Regions from separate parts of the Sus scrofa genome. Here region 1 is linked to region 2. Evidence: chromatin contacts called from public HiChIP or PLAC-seq data. All regions are on one chromosome and are shown on one strand. The core of a region is the stretch at or near the end of the contact, and the rest is flanking DNA. Distances in the headings are between cores, read along the strand shown.

The links. HiChIP or PLAC-seq counts read pairs in DNA pulled down with a chosen protein or histone mark.
Region 1: a contact with region 2 is called in an H3K27ac HiChIP or PLAC-seq map of skeletal muscle, with 4 times the contacts expected there. The contact joins the enhancer-like site here to the promoter of UBALD2 in region 2. A contact is called at or near these places in 1 of 5 promoter capture datasets (liver), 26 of 47 Hi-C or Micro-C datasets (alveolar macrophages, blood, embryonic fibroblasts and 11 more) and 2 of 2 datasets of contacts at active chromatin or transcription factors (alveolar macrophages and skeletal muscle).

The regions. Positions count from the first base shown.
Region 1 is chr12:5,265,273-5,270,487 of Sscrofa11.1, reverse strand. All of the region lies in intron 2 of RNF157 (RING finger protein 157), which reads right to left. Among named protein-coding and RNA genes, the nearest start is that of FOXJ1, 39 kb to the left of the region's middle. Within about 2 kb of position 2,912, at least 21 of the 83 cell types and tissues checked have an H3K27ac peak or open chromatin away from gene starts, as enhancers often do. A contact at or near this core is called in alveolar macrophages, retroperitoneal adipose tissue, skeletal muscle and 2 more, where this site is marked.
Region 2 is chr12:5,205,111-5,210,361 of Sscrofa11.1, reverse strand. UBALD2 (UBA-like domain-containing protein 2) reads left to right here and starts at 1,689. Exons shown (of 3, transcript XM_003357957.4): 1 at 1,689-2,091; 2 at 2,421-2,483. The coding sequence starts at 1,972.

The sequences.
Region 1 (5,215 bases), core at 1,663-4,162, 59 kb before region 2:
GCAAAAGCCATATATGTATTTGTCTTTTTAGGGCCGCACCCGAGGCATATGGAGTTCCCAGGCTAGGGGTCGAATCGGAGCTGTAGCTGCTGGCCTACACCACAGCCACAGCAATGCAGGATCCAAGCCACATCTGCAGCCTACACCACAGCTCATGGCAACGCCAGATCCTTAACCCACTGATCAAGGCCAGGGATCGAACCCGAAACCTGATGGTTCCTAGTCGGATTGGTTTCCTCTGTGCCGTGACGGGAATTCCCCGAAAGCCATACTCTTGTGCCTGCAACTGCCTGAGCTATGGCAGAGCAAGTCCACAGGCGGTCCTGAGCCCCGGGGTGTTCTAGGTGCCGGACAAGAGTGTAGAGAGAATCTAAGAGTTACATGATCACTGCAAAAGATAGCGAAACCTGTTCAGGCTCTGGAAGCTAGTCCAAACTCTCTGGATTGTGCCCTATGATCAGGCAGAAGTACACACAAAAGCATACCTAATACTCTACTCTTTTTTATTTATTTGTTTCTTTTTAGGACCACAGCCGCGGCATATGGAGGTTCCCAGGCTAGGGGTCGAATCGGAGCTACAGCCACAGCAACGCCAGAACCGAGCCGCATCTGTGACCTACACCATAGCTCATGGCAACGCTGGATCCTTAACCCACTGAACGAGGCCAGGGATTGAACCCTAGTTGGGTTCTTAACCCGCTGAACCACAACAGGAATTCCTCCTCTAAGTTATTTTCAAAGAAGGAAGACATTTACTTGTTCCTTCAGCACGCTCACGAAGCCCCGAGTGCTGTGCCAGGCTTGGGATTCCCTGGCGGACCAAGCGCACCTCTCTCAGTCCTGACCAGAAGGGGTCCAGCATCCTGACAGAGCCTGCATCGGTGCACTGCCCGGAGTACAGCTCACCCGACCCTGGCCACTGGCCTGCTCACGTCTGTACTGAAGCCTCAGTCTCAGAAAAATTTAAATCCCAAGCCCCTCAAGCCCAGGATAGGAGCATAGTACCTGCTCAGCCAGAGGAACGCTTTCAGTGGGCCCCAGGGGGTTGCCAGTCAAGGCTCTGCGGAGGAATACGTCTGTGGTCCTTCCATCCTGGGGTCGAGCAGTTTCCCTGTACATTTCCCTACATCAGCAAAGTGCCCCCTGGTGGCCGAACGTGGAACTGCCAGTTTAGACGGACCAGAAGGACACCCTGGATGTGTATGTCCACATTTATTTACACACACACACACGCATATAGATCAACCACATATCCTAGATTTTCCGACCATTCTAATTTCAAATACTGTGTTAAATTACCCCCACGGCTGCCTATTTTTGTGGTAGAAAGTATGCATTATGAGATGACAGGATGCCTTACTTCAGTTGCATATCACTGGGCAATTTCCAGAAGGCTCTAAAAGGGACTATAATCCATTTGTAAAAATAAATCATTCATTTCAATAAAAAGGGTTTTTTTAAGAGTACACAATTTACTACCATTTGCTACGAGATTCAGGCCTGATCCCAAATGCATGTGGCAGCCGGGAGCTGGCTGCTGGGAGCGCCCTAAGTTGGGCCCAGCATTTTCTGAGCACTTCCTCACTTTCTGGCACCACAAGATGGTCCAGGCTCATCCTGTGGTTTCCTGTCTGCTCCCTGGAATCGATCATGTCTCTAAGGAGCGCTGGTTCCTTTTTTAGGGGAGTTTACCCCCAGCGATCACGTAGTCCCCCACCTTTTACTGACGAACGCTTGGTCTGTTTCCAGTTTTCACTACTACTACTACGGACGGTGATTCAATAAGCGCGCCCTGAAAGGGACCGGGAGGGACAACGGGGGAGGGGCCGGTAAAAGGAAAACAAATGACCATGCCCTCCTGCCGTTTTCACTGAGGAAGAAAAAGCCCCAAATGCCCCAAATCTGCTTCTGAAAAGAAATGATTTTAGACCATTCACGATTCAAACAGAAAAGTACTCATTTTCTATATTAGCAGGCCTGTAATATCTGTGTCGGAGAAACAGCTAACAGTTCATATGGAAATCAACATCTGGGGTCATAAGAAGCGCCCATTTATAGCGCTCATTTACATAAGTTCCTGCTTCTACAGATTTTAGGGCTTTTATATTTAAATTTCAGTTCCTTTTTATCTGATGCCTGGTTATTTCCTCAGCTTTCTCTGCTTCCTCTCTTCTCAGCGATGTAGTGTGTCCAGGACTTACCAGTGGATATTTTTAGACCCGTGATACTTCAGACTATTTTCTTAGACCCGTGTCAGGAAGAACGGTCTACTCTCTGCGTGAATGCCATGAAATGAATACAAATTTGCCTATTTAACCAGCTGTGGCCCCGGGACAGGCTGTCTTCTGCCGGCTATGCACCAAAAAGTCAATGAGCTACATTTACAGCAGTAAAACCCCCTGTTCACTCATTTGCCATCCAATGCTCGTGGGGAGTCCACCCCCAGTGTAGCAAGACTGGTGACCACAAAGCTGAGGAACGTGAAAAGACACTTGTTTTCACTCAAACCAGAGACGTGAAGGAGACACCAAGAGGTGGCACAAGATAACCTCAGTTCAAAGATGCTTTGTGTTCAGGTTTGGTTAAAGGATCCATCCAGGAAGGCAGCCTGTTTATAGCCTGTTAACACCTCGGCCAGGTCCCTGGGAGGGCTCATGTGGGACTAACGTCCTGGCTGTGATGTGACACAGTATCTAAGGATGACCATTCCCAAATATCTGAACCCTGCAATGAGTAGCCCCCACTACCCAGCGCTCTCTGTTCACCCTAACGGGGGATAACAAAACAATCAGAGAGCCACCGGAGAGAAAAGTCGCCATCACAAAAATGATCCAGATGGCTGTTAACCACCCTCCCAGACCCATTTTCTCCCTCTTCTTGTGGTCTGCGTGTTGGCTTGTGCTGTTCAGAGGACAAGTTCTGTACCCTCTGACGTCAGATGCACCGACAGGGCGACAGGGCTCCTTTGAGGACGAGTGACACCCACCGACTTCCGGTCCCCCCTCCCCACCTGAAAACCTCTCCCGGCAGGAGAAACGCTGCTTCTACAGTCCGAGTGCCTTCCTCGAGCTGAGCTGCTTTTACATACAAAGGATTCTGCCTACCATCAGCTAATTTTAAGGAGAGTTAAAAGGGAAAAAAGTGCTTTTCGTAAAGCTGACACAGTCATCTTTTCCATTGGGCACGCTGGTAAATCGTGACTAATGGTCAGAAACAGCTCCTTTCAGACAAGCACCCCCTTCTCAATGCCTGACTTCCAGAATTCATCTGGTCAGGAGACTCATAACTCAGCTCACAAATAAGAATTCACTTTTTTTTTTTTTTTGTCTTTTTGCTATTTCTTTGGGCCGCTCCCACGGCATATGGAGGTTCCCAGGCTAGGGGTCCAATCGGAGCTGTAGCCACTGGCCTACGCCAGAGCCACAGCAACGCGGGATCCGAGCCGCGTCTGCAACCTACACCACAGCTCACGGCAACGCCGGATCCTTAACCCACTGAGCAAGGGCAGGGACTGAACCCGCAATCTCATGGTTCCTAGTTGGATTCGTTAACCACTGCGCCACGACGGGAACTCCCCACTTTTTTTTTAAATTCGGGGCTGCACCTGCAGCATACAGATGTTCCCAGGCTAGGGATCCAATCAGAGCTACAGCTGCCGGCCTCCACCACAGCCACAGCCACATCAGATCACAGCTCATGGCAACGCCAGATCCTGCACCTGCTGAGCGAGACCAGGGACCAAACCCACAACCTCATGGTTTCTAGTCAGATTTGTTTCCGATGCGCCACGACGGGAACTCCAAGAATCCACTTGCAAGGAAGGAATTTTGAGATGCCCAGTACTGGAAGTAAAGAATATGGTCGGAGTGGGTAAGGACCAGTATCAGCCAAGGCAGGTATTTGAAAATACGCGACATGAGTTGTTGCTGTTTTCCAAAGAAGCACGTGAATGTTCTAACGCCACCAGGGGTCAGTGGCCCAGTCATTTTTGTTGACAGAGATCTTTTCAATAGGCCAGTTATTAGGAAGGGCAAGTGTGCCATACAGCAGAAAGTGACAGAGCCTTGGAAATCGACATACCTTAATGAAAAAAATGTTTACAAAGGGCAAGTGGACCAAAGTCTTCCCTGGTCTCTCTTTCAAAAATGAAAAACTGGAAGCTTCACATTGGAAAACTCCACGCTGTCCATCTATGCCCTGCCTGAAATATACTGACTCTAAAACTATCTAGGTAAGATCTAAGCTCAATTCCAAGAGTTTGGGTCTCCATCTCTCATATTCCTGGAAGGAAAATGAGCCCTGAAGTCTGTCTGCTAGGTTAGAAAGCTCAGCTCTGGCTTCAGACAAAGAGTAACAGTGTGAAATGAAGAAAGAGTTAAGATTATAAGCCAATCGAACACCGGTTTCTAAGCCCAGGTAGTCTGATCCTTTGGTTTCTAAGCCCAGGTAGTCTGATCCTTTGGCTCGGCTACAAATTTGCAGATACAGCCGGAGGCCGAGGAGGGAGGCCTTGAATGAGTCAAAAACCCCAGCGAGGGAGTTCCTTTGTGGCGCAGCAAGGTACGGCTCTGGCCTTGTTGCCGCTGTGGTGCAGGTTCGACCTCCGGCCAGACAGCATCCACATGTTGTGGGCTTGGCCAAAATGACCAAAACTGGGATTCCCACGGTGGCCCAACAAGCATCCATCCATGAGGACGAGGGTTCGATCCCTGGCCTCGCTCAGTGGGTTAAGGATCTGGCGTTGCCCTGAGCTGTGGCGTAGGTCACAGACGCGTTTCAGATCCAGCGTGGCTGTGGCTGTGGTGGAGGCCGGCAGCGACAGCTCCAGTGCAGGCAGCCCCTAGCCTGGGAACCTCCATATGCCAGCAGTACAGCCCTAAAAAACAAAACAAAACAAAAAAGGCCAAAACTCTTAACGAGATTTTATTTTCTTTATCTAATCATGAAATACGGAAACCTCAGGGAATTAGAAAATAGCATACAATAAAGACCTGTGACGTACGTCTGATCGTTTTAATTTCTAATTGGTTAAACGTGAAGATCGCTATTTTACAGCTAGTTTTACACGGCAACATCTGCTTCATTTTGCCCTGCTGAGCTTCCAAGAGTTTTGAGAGCTACGATTATTCTTCGGCCCCCCGTTGAGCGGTGAGGAGCCCAGGTTATGCAAACCCCTGGAACTCCTTTCTGTGGCTCATATATTAACTATACATTA
Region 2 (5,251 bases), core at 440-2,939:
ACAGTACTTCCTTGTTCTGGGGCTGCTTGTGGCCCAGGCTCCTTGGCAATGGCAGCTGCTGGCTGCTCACTTTTGTTTTCACCTTGCAATTACTGGAAGGGAAGGGCGGCAAGCTGGGCTGGACTCTCCAGCCACACTCCAGGTCTCAGCTCATGCGCACTCAGGAGGGCTAAGTGCAATCGCGGCAAGAAACAAGTCTGGGCAGGCAAAGAGCTGACTCCTGTCCCTTCAAAACAAACAAACAAACAAAAAGGCTAACTAAATGGGACAAACTAAAAGGCTCATTCTGGTGCCCGAGGCTGTTTTTCATCAGTACATAAACATTGGCTGTAACTTTTTCCTTATTTATATTCTATTCTTTCTATATGTGTAAATTTTCTTAGACGGAGAGTTAATCCATTGCAGGCAAAGTCAAAATAGAGCCATGGCTTGCTTTTTTCTTAGCCTCCTGTTCTGCAGGCTCTTAACAAATTATAATCCACACTGATTGGTGTTTCAGGTCCAAAACTGACTAAGTTTTTCAGAAACAGACATTCTAACAGTGAATTCCAGCAGTGTTTGCCTTACTAAGCACTCTGGCCCTTCTTCAATCTGCTTAAACGCCTTGTTCTTTCTCCACCCCCACAATTCCCAAGTACAAACCTTGAAGGTTAAATCTTAATCCAAAAGATAGAAGCTCCCTGCATATAAACAAACTGTTTTTAAATGTCTAGAGTTGAGATCCAGTACCTGAATAGACGTACTCTTTTTTTTTTTTTTTTTTTTGGGGGGGGTGTTTTTCCAGGCCACACCCTCAGCATATGGAAGTTCCCAGGCTAGGGGTTGAATTGGAGCTGCAGCTGCCAGCCTACACCACAGCCACAGCAACACTGGATGCTTAACCACTAAGCGAGGCCAGGGCTTGAACTTGTATCCTCATGGATACTAGTCAGATTCGCTTCCGCTGGGCCACAGAGGGAATTCCTATTCTATTTTTAAAAGATGGTAGAAATTAAAGTTTCAGTTAGGTCAAACAATTTAAGGGAAAATAATTTTTTCAGCTTGGGATATTAGTGTCTGCGAAAGTCTCATTTCCTCTTTGCCATTATATTTAGTGTCCCTTAACACCGTCTTCCAACTTCACAGAGCAAAGTTTTGGTCTAAAAACGTAGGAAAACTGTTTGGCCCGTGAGGTGGGTAGTGGCTGGAAAGAGGCTTGAAAGGGATACATGGCAATAAAAAGCTTTTTAAAAGTAGAGCTGCTTGAAAGTTTAAAAAAAATAAACAATTTTGAGACTCGAGCAGCTGCAAAGGCTCTGTCTGTTTTCTATTTTGATCGCTCTGTTTCTCGAGATGACCACATCTTTCAGAGGAAATGAGTCAAAGCCACTCTGTCTTGCTTTTCCAGCTGAGCATGTTCAGTTTCAATGAAGTAATGAATGAACTTGGCCGCACCACCCCCAAGCCTACAACAGCAAACAGAGGGGGCTCAGCCAATCAGCAGGCACTCAAGGTTTTCAAGTTGAGTTCAAAAGGACCCACGGGAGACCAATCAGCGAGTGCGGCTCCGCCCCAAACGCACGGCCGTGGCCAATCGCGAGCCCGGACAGGCCAAAACACAGCGGCCGGCCAATACGGGAGAGCCCCACGGCGCCGACATCCGCCAATGGGCGCGGCTGGGCAAAAAGAGAAACAGTGCGGGTCCACAGGCCGCAGGATTCGAATCGAACGTCTGTACCGGAGCCGGGCTCCGGCCGAGCGGCGCCGGCCAATCAGCGGCGGCGGCTCGCGGCCCCCGAACGTTGGGACACCCGGCCCCGCCCCGCGCTGTTGTTTGTGGTGTCGGCCGGCGGCGCGAGCCGGACCACAACACTCGCCCGGCGGGCGGCGGGGCGGCCGAGGGTCCGGGGGCCGCCGGAGGCGGCGAGCGCGAGCCGAGGGCAGCCGGCCTCCCGCGGCCGCCAAGCCCGGGAGAGCGCGCCGGCCGGAGCCATGTCGGTGAACATGGATGAGCTGCGGCACCAGGTCATGATCAACCAGTTCGTGCTGGCCGCGGGCTGCGCGGCCGACCAGGCGAAGCAGCTGCTGCAGGCGGCGCACTGGCAGTTCGAGGTGCGTGCGGGCCGAGCCCCGCTCCCCGGCCCCGGCGCTGGGCAAGGGCGCGGGCCGGGGCGCCCAGCCGCGCGCCGCGCAGTCGTCTGGGGGGGTGGAGAGGGAAACTATTTATATCGCGAGGGCAGGCGCGCGGGGCCGCGCGGTCTCGCGTGGGGCGCGGGGCCCTGCCGCCCGGGACCCCGCGCGCGGCCCGGGGACGCCCCCCCCCCCGCCCCGAGGGGTCGGGCCCGGCGGCGGGGGCGCCCCGGCCGCCCGGGCAGGGCCGGCGGGTGGGCCTCCTGCCCCGGCCCCGTTAACCGCCGCCCTGGCGCTGTGTTTGTCTGCAGACCGCCCTGAGCACGTTTTTCCAAGAAACCAACATTCCCAACAGCCACCACCACCACCAGATGGTAAGAGCGGCCGGGCCGCGGCGGGAGGGCCGGCGGGCCGGAGGGCGGGCCTCGCCGCGGCCGCAGCCCCGCGCGGCCGGGCCGGGGCCGCTGTCAGCAGCCGGCGGTGACAGCCATGTTGCCGGGGAGCGCGGCGCCGCGATGTAAACAAAGAGCCAAAATGTCTTCCAGGAAAGAGCGGCTCCCGCGGCCGCCGGCTCGCCCAACTTGGTGGTCCGGCCCCCGGGCTGCTGCAGCTCGGCCCGAAGCCTATGCCCGGCAACTCTCGCTGGGCCAGGGGCTTGGAGGGCAGCGAGGGTGGCCGGAGGAGGAGCTGGGCGGCAGGGAGTGGGGAGGGGGCTCGAGGGACGGAAACCAGCCGTCTGGGGAGCTGGAAGCCCGAGGGAAGGGCCTGGGACCCCTGCGGTGTCTGTTTACGGGGGTCCCCTCTTGCTGATGGAGTGGCAGCCCCCCGCCAAACAACCCAGCTCTACAGGGAACGGGAAGGGGGTACACCCCCACCACCACCCGGCCCCGGAGAGCTGGGCTCTACCCAGACAATTACATCCACTCTTTCCTGCTCAGGTCTGGAAAAAAGACGTACTGGGAGAGTGGAAGGCTTTCAGATTTTTGGCAAGATAAGCCAAGAATGCATTTAATCTCAGTAGGTGAAGATGCGTACAGCCCAGGAAACAGAAGTGGTTCAGGGCTGGATTTGCTTGGTTTCTTCTCTTTCCCGAGCTGGCCCCAGGCCTGGGCCTTTGCCCTCCTGGCCATAAGGTATCCTGCTCTCCACCGGCACAGAACTTTCCTTTCACTTTAGAGGCTTGAATGCCTTCTCTACCCCTCTGGTTGCCTGTTAGCCCTGCTGAGGGGGCAGGACTGGGCCCCGAGACAGCTTTGTAGAACACGATTGCCCAGACGGTCTGTGGTGGCTTCTGGAGAGCATTTTTGTCATTTTTGACACTGGGCGTCCTTGCCCATGGCCCCCTTCTCAGAGCTGCCGCCTTGTCTGGAGAAGCTGCAAATAGTTCTCTGCGGTGTCTCGTCCTTGACACCTAGTTGCAAAGGACCCTTCGAGACGGGTCTGTCTTGACCCTCTGATCCCACGTTTCTCCTGGAATGGCCCACGCTGGGTATAAATTAACAACCAAAAATGCATCGGAATATGATGGGTGAAAATGCCGGCTGCGGGGCTTCGGCAGGTGAGGCCAGGCTCTTGGTGAACCCAAGGGGGACCCTCCCCCGCACCTGACCATGAGAACACTCCAGCCGAGTCTGGAAACATCTTGCCTCCATCTCCTCTCAGGAGGGCCTTGAGCTTTGCTCCACCAACTGCGGTCATTTCAAAAGGCCCAGGCTTCCAGCACAGCCACGGTGTGCTGCCTTGCACCAGGGAGGTGTGCCCGTGAGCGCTGGGGCTGGCGGTCCTTTTTAGGTTGGGTTGCTCCGTCCCTGCAAATCCCGAGGGGTTGTAATCCCCTTGAAGCTTCCCTCAAGGGCTGTGGCTGGCTTTGTAGCAGATATTATGATCAGTGTACCCATCTGATTGGTTTTTCTTTTAAGAGAAATAAGTCAAAGGACAATGTTAAGACAGCAGAGACCAGAGATGGCAGAAAGCCATACCAGAGGTGGCCCAGGCTGTGGTTGTCCCATCAAGTTCTGGAGAGACACACAGCCGGAGGCGTCTTAGATAAGGGGGGGCTCCCGGGTTAGATTGGGAAGGGCCAGGAAGTTCGCATGAGCAGGGACGCTGGCTGTGCTTGAGAGCTGGAAGGCGCCATCCTTAACTGTTAGAAGCAGTGCTGGAGGGGCTTTTACAGGCCCTGGTTGTACGCAAGTTGAAAGACCTCCAGAGAGGTTGAGGAACTGGCCCGGGCTCACACAGGCAGGCGGGCACGGGCCTGCTCTTGATCCGGGCTGCTCTCGGAGCCGGGTGGCTGGCTTGGTGAACTGGGGAAGTCGGTCACGATGCTGTGATGCAACTGCTCCCCCCGCCCCCCCATTCATTGTTTCCTGCTGCCGAGAAGTCAGCCCTGGGGTGGGGGGGGAGGCGGGGAATGGTGGAGGGAGGAGGGAAATGGTCTGGGTGGGGCGGGGACTGCTCCAGGTCCTGTGGCTGCCCCCCCCCCCCCCCCCCCCGCCCCAAGGACAATGGTTGGAGGCCCCCGCTGCTGACGTGGGGCCGGCCTGGTTAACCCGAGGGGGTTTCTCCCCCTCCCGTGGGCCTGTCCCCATTTAGGGCTGGGGTTTAACTGCAGGGCTATGAAAGCTGCCTCCCTGCCAGGTGAAGAGCCCTAGAATCTTGCTCCCCAGCCCTGTGCCTGGGGGAGGGGCCCGTGTTGCTAAAATTAGGAGAAATTCAAAGAAGGTCTCCCATGGCTTCCTGGGAAGGGGAGCCGCTGCTGCGAGGTCAGATCTGGCTTTGTGCTGCCTCCTCCACGTGCGCTGGGGAGATGACATCCCCATGCTGCGGGTGGGGGGCCTTCGGGTCCCCTGGGTGTTTGCAGGGAGGGTGCCAGTTGTAGCCCGGCAGCCCAGCCCCCGCCGCTCCTGGCTGGGGTCCATGCTCGGGGTGGTGGCGGAGAAGAGCAGATGTGGGGTGTTTGCAGCTGCCCCCAACAAGAGGTGCTGGGAGGGGCAGAGCAGACGCTGGCAGCATCTGGCCAAGGCAGTCCGGGGGTAGATGCCGGGGACACAGGAAACCGGCATCACTGTTTTGTCCTCAGGGGCCCAGGCAGGCGGGTACACTGGCTCCATGCACAGGGGGGCAGGTGCTGGGTGGAGAT